Linked DNA regions of Mus musculus: all the other regions are linked to region 1. The links are chromatin contacts, called in public ChIA-PET, HiChIP or PLAC-seq and promoter capture Hi-C maps. All regions are on one chromosome and are shown on one strand. The core of a region is the stretch at or near the end of the contact, and the rest is flanking DNA. Distances in the headings are between cores, read along the strand shown.

Region 1 (2,700 bases), core at 28-2,527:
CCTGAAATACAGGAAGAAGTGTGTTCTGGATGAGAACTCATTATTTTGAAAAAAACTGAAAAAGAAAATTAGGAGATATTTCTTATCAAAGAGCAAGTACATTAGGAATCTATACATTATAATAGCATGGCAAAGCATAGGAATAAGCAGAGGATTAGCAGATAAGAATATTCAGGAATATATGTATATATGCATATGCATGCAAATTTAGCAAATGTACTTCAAAGTAGTAAGAAAAAATAATTATGCTATGCAATAAGTATTTGGGCAACTGGTTAACCATTTGGCAACAATTTTTAGAATTTCTTATTGAACAGTATCATTTCTAAGAATTCGTTCCAAAGAGGTTAATGAATGTCTGAACAAAAATAGTGATTATAGTAATTTTTGTTACATAGTAACTTGTGTCTCTCACAGTAGATTATTTAAGATATGTGTGTAACATGTAAACTATGGAATGCTATAGTCTGAAGAAATAGATTCATACACATGGGAATGGAAAAATATATTAAAATGTAAAAAACAATCAGGTTCTGAATCTGTGGTCATTCTTTGACCTATTTTTAAAAATACACCTATAGTCTCACACTACTTCTTTGCCTTTAAGAATATTCTTCCATCGTACCTCTTTTGTGACCGGTGTAAGAACCTATTTGAGGCCTTAGCATTCAAGGCACTCAGGTAAACCTGCTTGGAAACCTCCATATTTGCCATGCTGTCTAAAATTTCACGTTTTTACATTCTTGCGTTTCCAAATTACTTTTTGCTTTCTTCTGTCGATTCTAAAATCCACGAGGACAGGGACAACATATTGGTCAGTGTTCACGTCCAAGCCCAGTGACACGTGGCCAATAGCTCCCTTTATTTATTTATTATTTTCTAGATTGCAAACACCTAAGCACCTGATTTCAGCAAGCTCATTTACACCCTCAGGTAGAACTATCATCACCTCCAATTCGAGGATGTTGCAAACAACAAAGAGGTTTGAAGCTTTAACCTTTAAGCCATTGGTCGAGTTGTGCTTCTCAGGCCTAGTACTTGGTTGGCCACTAAACTCGGTATAAGGTGATCTTTAATAAACGTAGGTTCTGCATGGAGGAAACGCAGCCTGCCACGCTTGACGATCACGTGGTGGGTATGATGGCCGGCTTCAAACAGCTTTACCACACAGGTAAAGGCGGCCCGCGACAGCACGCGCGGAAGTTCCAAGGGCGCCATAGAGGCGGAGCGAGTTTGCGGTGGGCGGGACCGCCACTGATTGGCTGGATCCAGGCGGAAGTCGGGAGGTTCGATGGTCCGAAGACGCCAGCTTGTGACGGGGAGGGGGAGAAGGAAGGCTTCCGTAAAGGGTGCCTTTCGGTCCTTTCGCTCCTGGGGACCCTCGGAAAAAGCCCACCATATCGACCCCACGGCTAGCCCCTCCCCCAGGCTCTCTCCGCTCGATTTCGCACCGTTATGTGGGAAGCGAATCCGGTGAGTAGCCGGCGGGACGGGGCGGGCCCAGTGGGCGGGGTTGCCTGAGAAGGGCGGGGAGGCGTTCCCGGGAACTCGCCCCCGCGGTGCCTCAGGCTGGGGGTTTGCGTTCCGGGGTCGTGGCTGTCCCGCTTCGCGGGGGCCTCCTGCGGGCCGTGGACTCGCAGCTTTGAGCCGTGGGAGCGTTCGGTGGCCGCTTCTACGCTGTTGCTTTCCTTTCCCGATTGTTGATTTTACTTCCGGGGGCTTCTCTGTCTTCGCTTTTTTCCCTCATTTTATATTTTGTATTCTGCTTTCCAGTTGAAGTTACTGGCTTTCGAACCTGCTAGTTCCTTTCGACCCCCGCACCCTCGTTGCTCCTTCTTTTTGGAGCTACAGAGCATGGAGGATCCTCTATATGAGTTTCAGGGGATGACGTTCTTAAATGTTTTCTTTCCGTGGTTAGAACAATGATCTGGAATCCTTTGTTTGCCTTCAGTAGGTCTTATGTCTGCAGGCATTTTTTTTTAATACTTGCTTTCATTCATTGGTTCGTTCGTTCATTCATTCGTTCGTTCATTCAAACTCCTACCCGCCATGAATGAGGATTCAGATCTATTTGTCAAGAGTATTCAGATCTTGTTATGGGAATGTAATAGTGAGAAAAATGTACGCTGAACTTAAAACTTCGGGGTCGATGGGCAGAATCGCATTTCAAGAAATTTGTGGACTTAGTTTGTGAAACTACCTCAGAAGCTGAGCTAACCATTAATTTGACTTCAATAACCCTCTAAGTCAATACTTGAAGTAACCCTTTTGCTTTCCCTCACAAAACCAGTAACCTACTTCCTACTTAAGTGTATTATCAGTTAAGTCTATCAGTAAATTTTCCCACGTCTGAAAGTTAGTACCTGATTAGAAATGAGCCCATGAATTGGGATTCAGTCCACATTGTAGTTCCATTCCATCCCATTCCATCATGACAGTTACCAGATAGTTTTGATTCATACACTAATACTGTCATCAGATCAGGGCAGAGGAAAGTATACGTTTGGATGTGATTTTAGCAAAATTGGGATAGCTGTTCATACATACACGCTGTTCACTGTTAACTATTAAGTGTCATCAGTATCCATCTCTTACATGTCAATATGGAGTTGGTTTTTACCAGCCGCCCCGCCCCTTTGTGTTGATTTCCCCACAACATACGTCAGCAGTGTATATATTCTGTTCAAGGTCACGTACTTC
Region 2 (2,700 bases), core at 68-2,567, 650 kb before region 1:
TGCCTGCAACTATGTATGTGTACCGTATTCACGCAGTACCTGCAGAGGCCAGCAGAGGGTGTCAGATCCCCGGAAATGGAGTTAGAGATGGTTGTGAATGTCAGCATAGATGCTGAGAACAAAATCTGGCTCTTAAATGCTGAGCCATCTCTCCAGCTCATGAGCAAACTCCTTTACTGGAATGTTCTCATTTCTCATATATAAAGTGTAAAAAGCCACATGAAAGTGCTCAGTCTATGAGAGACCACATGTACAAACATGGCTCCCATAACATTAGGCCGCCCAATGATGTCTCAGCTGTCTTAGTTTATGTAAACACACTTTGTGTTTGTACTATGACAAAAATGTCTTAATATTACCTTCCCCAGAACTCAGCCTATCATTAAGTGACATCTGACTTTAATTAGGGTCTCCAAAGCAAACCGGAAATGTGAAGGTTGGAAGATTGAGTGAAAGATTTTTTAAAGTACAATCTGAAGAAATTATGGCACATGGCTTTGTTCTTTTTTTTGTTTGTTTTATTTATTTATTTATTTATTTATTTATTTTCCAAAACAGAGTTTCTCTGTATAGCCCTGGCTGTCCTGGAACTCACTTTGTAGACCAGGCTGGCCTCAAACTCAGAAATCCGCCTGCCTCTGCCTCCCCAGTGCTGGGATTAAAGGCGTGCGCCACCATGCCGGGCGGCTTTGCTCTTTTAAGCCTAGCATCCTAGAAGTTGACCTGGGTCGGAGTGGCTTACTAGTCACACTACTCAGAAGTTAGGGTGATGGCCTGAGTACCCGGAGGTTTCTGCTGCCCTTTGATGGGTTTGTGTATAGGCTAAGAAATGGCTCTCAGTCTTTCTCTTGGGGTCATCTGTTTGCTCCTGAGTGGGTCCAGGCCAGTTGCTTGCAAACCAACATGGCAGGCATATGATACCATGGGATTCTTTGTGTGTCTTCCCAGCTTCTGTTAAATGTCTGAATGTTCCGCATTGTGCAGGCTACTGGTTATATCATGAGCTTTGAGTTTCCTCTGAAATTCTCCACCAAGAATGCATGGTTAGCTGGGAATGACAGCACACACCTTTAATCTCAGCCCTGGGGAGGCAGAGACCAATGGATCTCTGTGAGTTCCGAGAAGTCCCAGCCTACACAGAGAGTAGACAGCCAGAGAGCTACAGAAAGAGACCCTGATTTAAAAACCGTTCCAAATAAGGCTAGTTCCTTAGAAAGATCAGGGAAGATTTTTGCCTTGAATTACTTTCTGGACGGAGCTTCCTCCTCTGTACTCAGTGGTCAGGGGTATAGGGAGCAGCTCATTTTCTTCCTGAGCTAGTGTGACACGTGATTCTATAAGCAGACACAAAGGACAGGAAGGTGGGAGGTAGGAAGTAGAGCCTGGGCTTCCTCCGGATATTAGCGTTCCAGGATAGAACTTCCTCTGTGTAAGCAATCTGGGCAAGAGACAGCTGCAACCCTGCATTCTGGGTCTGGTGCAGTTGGAGTTGAAACCTCAGAGCAGGAGTGAGGTGGAGAGCATCAGGGGATGGAGGAAGGAGGAGGTGAGGAGAGTGGGAATCACAGCTGCTTCTGCTGCCTCCACAGGTGGAGGACTTGAATCTCAGTGATGGGTGTGGGTGGGGAAGGCGGCTGATTGCTGTTGGCTTGCCCTTCCCAGGGGTGAAACCACAGCCCTATGGGAAATGCAGTGGCAAGACCCCCTTGAACATCCTACCCAGAGTAGAGAACTTGGCATAGACTATTCTCTAGAACTAGGGGGCGGGGGCGGGGGCAGGGCACACGGAGAAAACAGCCGCTCATATGCCACAGACTCCCACTGAGCCTTGTTGAGATTGAGATTTAGAAAATGTTCTTGCCAGGATGATTCTCCATTTGCTGTGTATCCTTGAGACGATTGCTGAAAATGTTGCCTGGTGTATCATTTTCTCCAGGCAGATGGTTTTGTTTTGGAAGAGAAAGATGCTTCAGCGATCTGCCACTCTGGAAGGAAATCTCAATCCACGCTTAAAAATTAAAATGGTTGTCGATTTTGTATTTTTTTTTTTAGATTTATTTATTTTATTATATGTAAGTACCATAGCTGTCTTCAGACACTCCAGAAGAAGGCATCAGATCTCATTACGGATGGTTGTGAGCCACCATGTGGTTGCTGGGAATTGAACTCAGGACCTTCGGAAGAGCAGTCAGTGCTCTTAACCACTGAGCCATCTCGCCAGCCCGATTTTGTATTTTTAATATCCACCTTTGTGGAGCCTCTGGTTGTATTACAAACCTTTCTCACTGATATGACAAGGTATCCAGCAGAGGCGACTTAGGGGAAGCAAGGTTCATCTGTGCTCAGGGTCCAGGAGGGTCCGTCCATCATGGCAGGGCACAGCAGAGGTTGTGACAGCAGGGACAAGTGACTGGGACTCCCACACGCCACAGACCAGGAAGCAGAGCAGGGGCTGCTGAACCTACTCCGTTTCTCCTCCCCTCCCGCAGGTTTTTACTCAGTTCTGGAAGCCAGCTCAAGGAGGGAGGGGGAGTGGAGGGGCGGGGAAGGAAGGAAGAATGGAAGTTGCAATTCAATAACAAAAAATAATATGCTCAAGTAGACACTCCTGGAAAAAGACATGCAAATGAGTAATGAGTACATAAAAAGATGTTCAACATCATTAGGTCTAAAATTTTAGATAATAAAATAAAAAAAAAA
Region 3 (2,700 bases), core at 74-2,573, 600 kb before region 1:
GGTACAGGAACAGCTGACTCCCTAATTAGCAGCTGTTGGACTATCTCTTGCTATTCTGATTATCTGAGCAGAAGACTATCAATCAGCCCTAATGGCAGCACCAGAAACCCTGAATATCAATCACATGGATGCCTTGGGGAAACTACATGAACCAAGCAGCCCTGACTCCTGAAAGCCCCTCCTCGGCCAGGTCACCTCAAACAGTTTGTCCCAGATTTTTATGCTGTTACAACCCAATTCTAGATGACCCTGTACTCATTTCTGAGGTTAGAGAACATGCACAGAGGGCCAACTGTGACTGGTACTAAAGAGGATAGGCTGTGATTGCTCCAAATATCCCTTCTCTGCCTATCTAGCGAGTCTCCCGGGAGACCCTCTTCTGTGCTGTTTTTCCCTGTAGTGTGGCAGAGGGCCTAATAAAAAACTTCTTGGGAATGGCCATGTTTTGTCTACTTTCAGTAGTGTGGGCTCAGTTGGGGACATGAAGAAAGAAGCAATGGACATGGCAAAGAAGTGGTGATGGCTTTAGCAATGGCATAAGGACATCTGACCCCAGCTTAGCGTCTGTTGGAATTTCCTGCTCCCACTACCCTAAGAACAAAAGCTCTTCTACGTGGTCTGACATGAAGCGATTTTGAGAATGACTTGACATTCTGTAACGAGTTTTTTAAAAACACACTATGGAAAACTGTAAGTGAAGCGGGCATGTTTGTGGCGTGGAGAGTGGAAGGGCCGTGAACTGTAACGACTGAATGCTTTGCCTCCCTTGATCTGCAGGTGCAAATGCATGGTTTCGATTTGAGGGCTGTGAACACATTCAATCACGACAGAAGAGTAAATAAACAACGCTGACAAATTCTAAGCGGTCCTTCACTTTTCTTTCCACCCAGCTCCCGACTCTCCACAACCATCTCTCGCTGCTGCAGTCCCTACCGCCACAACCTGACATCTGTGGCGCGGATTCTGATTTCCAGTGCGATCACCACCATGAAGTCAATCGATGTCCTGCCGTCCAAGCCCCCTTTCCCCTGGATAAGTACTCTCTTGGACCGCAACCTTCCCCACAATCCACGCACTATCTCGAACCTGTCAGTGTCCGGGTTCTCCTCGTCCCTCCCAGCTCCTCCAGCTCTCCGTCCCCTTGCCGAGTGCAGTTTCACACATGAGCCAAGAGTATGAGGAAGAAAGGTCATGTTCCCGTCGCCGAATGCAACCCCAAGACCCGGTCCCCGGTGACACTTACGTGACATTGGAAGCGCTCTAACAACCCGAAAGCGGACGGCGGCCGCCATCTTCTCCCACAATGCCTCACGGCCGGTGCTTCCGCCAACTACGGCAACAACGCGGGGTCAAATGGTATCTCAAGGACCTCTCTGCGCAAACGCCAACTGGGAACGGAAGTGGCAGGTTGATGGTTGATAAGAGAGCCTGGGAGTAAAAGCAGAGGAGAGAAAAAGAAAAAGAGGAGGAGAAGGCAGGGGAAAATACAGTCCCGGTTTTGGAATGGGTTGTGAAGACCACCTGATATTTCCGGGGAATCTGCATTTCAGAGTTAACCAAGGACTGACTCAAGGGCATGCAAAATGGCCAGCTTTCAAAGACCCTTTTTCTATGGGCTAATTACCAAAAAGAGTCAGACAGCTCTGCAGGGGTAAGAAGGAAGGGTGCCCCTGCACTCAAGGAGTTGCACGGAGGAAAAAGGTGTAATAGGGTCTGCGTACAGTGTACAAGTGGGGGAGTTAAATAGAAATGCAGAGGCGCCCCCACCCTAAGCCCCTCGCACGCCAACGCCGCCAGGAACATCCTTTTGCAGGGCGTTAGTGTTCACTGTCCCCTTTCATAGAATGCATACTTAGATGTCTGCACCAATTCAATTCCACTCATAGATGACCTCACCAGGGACTTCTGATCACCTTTTCCAACGCGGTGATCAGTCTCTGTGTCGTGAATTTGATTGGCTGGGGTTTATGTGTTTGTTCGGTCGTGAATTTTGTTTATTGAAGCACACTCATCACTAACTGAATTATGAAACGAGAAGTTCTATTTTTGGAATTTTTGAGACAGGGTCTCCCTTTGAAGTCCTAGTTGGCTTCGAACTTGTGGTACAGCTCTCTGCTTCAGGTAGGAGTCACCACCCTGGGCTGATCCAGAGATTTATAAATGGTTTTGAAACGTGAATCACCTGAAATGTGATATAAAATCGCATGCTATGCTTGACATTCAACATATTTTTCTTATGGAAAAACTGCTGGCTTTACCCAGAGCAGCTTTTTTAAAAACTGGGCCTCTTTGAAAATCTGTGTTGTTCTGCAAAGATTTACCTGGAGCCTCGGGATGTTCTGAGAAAATAGAACCACTTGCATTTAAAAATCTTTTTTCAGGCTCTGGTGGTCCCTGCCTATAATCCCAGCTCTTGGAAGGCAGGGACAGGAGGATAGGGAGATCCAGGCCAGCCTAGGTGACCTTGTCTCAAATTTTAAAAAATTAAAAAACTTGATTCCAGTCATCCTCTAGCTATACCTGAGTAAAAGACATGGGCTTGCAAACTGAAGTTCCCAGAAAGAAGCTGCAAGTTCTGAACTTTCTAGAAAGGCTGATTAATTGATTAAAACTGTAATAATAATAATAGAGAAAGGAGTGTTGCAGATCCAAGATTACCCTGGGCTATCCTTAGCCCTCTAAATAGCCATTTATTATCCA
Region 4 (2,700 bases), core at 183-2,682, 640 kb after region 1:
TATACTGGTAGGGAAAAGGACTGTACAAGGACCTCCTTACTGAGCCTGTCACACAGATGGAGGACCGCTGATAAAGTAGGCACGCCTACACAAGGACCTAGGACCCCCACCCCAGCCTGGAACCTCAAAAATACCCAGCAGAGGGCACTGACATGAAGTCATGCCACCATTGCCCCCATCGTGGACAGTGCTTCCACACGGGGAGGCCACCTAGAATGGGGTCCCAGAGAGAGCAACTACCATGGGTAGGGTCTGGGCAGCAACACTAGCTCGATAGGCCAGTTAGAAGTGCAAGGCACACCACCAAACACTCTCATCCCCTACCAGATGCCTACATAGCATCACTAACCAGCGGAAGGCTCTGGCAGCTGGGGCCACCTGGTATCTCCATAGAACAACTAGGGTCCCATCCCTGGCTATGTTTGGGGTACAGACTAATAGGGTACTTAGAGGTAGTAGGTGGGGGTGGTGACAGATCGTGTCCCCATTTCTGGCATCCTGGGAGAATTTCTCTTTCACCCACTAACCCCGCCACGTGCAAAGCTGATCATTACAGGAAGAATAAAAAATGTCCCAGCCTCCGGATCAATGGCCAGTTCAGCGTTTTATCTTGGAAACGTTGAAAATACCCTTGACCTCTCTGAGACTCCAGTTCACGCCATGGGTCTCAAGAGGACAGCCCAGTCCTTGACACAAAACTGTAGGAAAGACATATGAGCCCTGACGCCAGACAAAAACTGCAGACCCAGAAACAACACTCAGAGCACTGAAGACTGAACCTGAAATGGGGTGTGGCTTGGCATCCTGTGGGACTACCCTGCAGAGATCTAAGGCTACACGTGGCTATGACCAGCTGTGGGATGGGGGACTACACCCAGGGGTTGCTGGGAGTAGATGGGCCATGAAATCGGCAGACTCCGCCCACTTCTGGACTCAAGCTGAGCTTCCAGGGAGTTTGCTAGTGCTGTATGTCCCTGCTGCAGGAAAGCTCTGTCCTTGATCTTACAGCACTGCTCTTCCCAGGCTAGTCCTGCCCTAGGCATGACCCCTCCCTCCATGTCTGGCACCAACCACACAGGCTGCCAAGCTGAGGTGGAGGTGGGCAGTCTCAGTTTCCTCAGAGCCCAGTTCTCTGCTTCTGGGCCCCACACAGCCCTGCAACGCACAGCTAGAGTGTAGTCTACAGCAGGAACACCCTACAAAGGGTGTTTGGCCACAGGTAGGGTGCTGAAAGGCCACCTCCAAGCCTGTGACAGTGTCCTGAGACAGCCACTTCTCAAAAGTAGACTGATGCGGCTTCATCTCACTCAGCCTTGCCTCAGAACCATCTAAGAACCTGTGACAAATGTGATTTGAGACTGAGGCAGAGGGCCACATGGCCAGGAAAGCTAGACTGAGTAAAACAACCTGCTGGAAAAAACCAACAGGTTTCCTGCTGCCATCTAGTGGCCAGCACATGGAAGAGCAGGCACCACAACAAGGCCACCAAGAAGTCTCAGGGGCTATATCCCCCTCCCCAACAAGTCCAGACTGAGACTAGGTGACCACAAGTAGAACCCACACAGGAGTCGTGAGTGCCAGATAAAAAAAAAAGTGCAACACCCTCACAAAACAGAAGACCTGCCAGATGTCCATCCAAGGGCTTAGGAGAAAGGGCAGAAAGGCTGGAATGGCGATTGGCCTGAATCGGCAGGCAGCAAAGCATGATGTCAGTCCTGACCATGCCTACTGTCCTGGGTGGCCTTTCCTCCTCTCCTCCTCTGGTTCCTTTCAGCTGTTCTTCCTGTCACTTGCCACAGCCAGGGGCCCCCAGGCTGCGCACTTGTCTTCATGCAGCCCCTCCTTCCCCCATCTGTGCCAGCATCACTGTCTCTTCCATGTCACACACCACCTCCCTCATCCTTCCGCCCTGGGCACCAGTCACTGGCTCACCCATCCATCTTCTCTACTTCTTCGTGTTCACTAGCGGTCGCCCTCCTGTTAGGCAGCTGGCCTCATAGTTCGGCCTACACCTCAGAGACCCTACTTCCAACCTTGGAAGACTGAGGACTCAAAAGAGCTCTAGCTGCTACTGTCCCAAGGCCTCCTTCCTTCTTGTCTTATAGAAGGCCATCTAGCTTCCAGTTTGCTTGTGGGCCTTGAAACCTGAGCGACTGTCAACTCTAAAGCAGCTATCCTGAGAGAAACAGTGGGCCCTCCGGAACCCTGGGCTGTATTGCCCATCCAAGAGGCAAGACAGACATAGTGTGATCTGAGCGCATGCTTCGGTTCACCCCTGATGTCTGTCAAATGCCTGGTAAGTTCCTTCCTCCCGAAAACCTTAACATGCCCCCATTGGTACAACAAAGGATCATTACATGGGTCCTTCTGAGGCCAAAATATCTACAAGATTAACCTACACTAAGATGTCAGTAACTGGTAACTTGGTAACTGGGAAGACAGTGTCGGTCTATCACCCATCCACGCCGCAGAAGCAGCACGCTGGACATGTAAGTGAGGGTGAGGCTATTTTTAACACTGTGACTTGTTTAGCTCTGGGTTAGCCACAGCATGGGGGATGGAGACTCAAGGTCAATACTGGCTCGCACAAAAAGGAAAGCACTTGCCTGGAGCTTGACCTCCAACAAGGTCAGGGTGGCCAACCTCATGTGACACCTTTTGGGAGTAGCTCCAAGGATCACCTCTCACAATGGCAGAGTT

What was found. Promoter capture Hi-C pulls out the DNA fragments that hold promoters and counts their contacts. ChIA-PET counts read pairs in DNA pulled down with a chosen protein or histone mark. HiChIP or PLAC-seq counts read pairs in DNA pulled down with a chosen protein or histone mark.
Region 2: a contact with region 1 is called in an RNA polymerase II ChIA-PET map of memory CD8 T cells, with 66 read pairs. The contact joins the enhancer-like site here to the promoter of Parp11 in region 1. A contact is called at or near these places in 14 of 39 promoter capture datasets (the 3T3-L1 cell line, the C10 cell line, the HPC-7 cell line and 7 more), 3 of 484 Hi-C or Micro-C datasets (CD4 T cells, CD8 T cells and embryonic stem cells) and 4 of 115 datasets of contacts at active chromatin or transcription factors (embryonic stem cells, large pre-B cells, memory CD8 T cells and 1 more).
Region 3: a contact with region 1 is called in a promoter capture Hi-C map of pre-B cells, with 2.9 times the contacts expected there. The contact joins the promoter of Ndufa9 here to the promoter of Parp11 in region 1. A contact is called at or near these places in 12 of 39 promoter capture datasets (the 3T3-L1 cell line, the C10 cell line, the HPC-7 cell line and 7 more), 1 of 15 datasets of contacts at CTCF or cohesin (large pre-B cells), 8 of 484 Hi-C or Micro-C datasets (B cells, CD4 T cells, CD8 T cells and 3 more), 5 of 115 datasets of contacts at active chromatin or transcription factors (the 230-238 cell line, bone marrow-derived macrophages, embryonic stem cells and 2 more) and 3 of 9 other capture datasets (adipose tissue, liver and pancreatic islet).
Region 4: an H3K27ac HiChIP or PLAC-seq map of embryonic stem cells shows a contact between it and region 1, with 4 times the contacts expected there. The contact joins the enhancer-like site here to the promoter of Parp11 in region 1. A contact is called at or near these places in 1 of 39 promoter capture datasets (cranial neural crest) and 4 of 115 datasets of contacts at active chromatin or transcription factors (astrocytes, embryonic limb bud, embryonic stem cells and 1 more).

Annotation. Positions count from the first base shown.
Region 1 is chr6:127,452,350-127,455,049 of GRCm38.p6, forward strand. Parp11 (poly (ADP-ribose) polymerase family, member 11) reads left to right here and starts at 1,278. Exons shown (of 9, transcript NM_181402.4): 1 at 1,278-1,473.
Region 2 is chr6:126,806,919-126,809,618 of GRCm38.p6, forward strand. It overlaps the pseudogene Gm29788. Among named protein-coding and RNA genes, the nearest start is that of 1700018A23Rik, 14 kb to the right of the region's middle. Within about 2 kb of position 1,318, at least 17 of the 459 cell types and tissues checked have an H3K27ac peak or open chromatin away from gene starts, as enhancers often do. A contact at or near this core is called in memory CD8 T cells, where this site is marked.
Region 3 is chr6:126,847,821-126,850,520 of GRCm38.p6, forward strand. It overlaps Ndufa9 (NADH:ubiquinone oxidoreductase subunit A9), which reads right to left and starts at 1,324. Exons shown (of 11, transcript NM_025358.3): 1 at 1,244-1,324. The coding sequence starts at 1,292.
Region 4 is chr6:128,090,244-128,092,943 of GRCm38.p6, forward strand. It overlaps a transcript of Tspan9 not described here. Among named protein-coding and RNA genes, the nearest start is that of Gm52879, 10 kb to the right of the region's middle. Within about 2 kb of position 1,433, at least 59 of the 459 cell types and tissues checked have an H3K27ac peak or open chromatin away from gene starts, as enhancers often do. A contact at or near this core is called in embryonic stem cells, where this site is marked.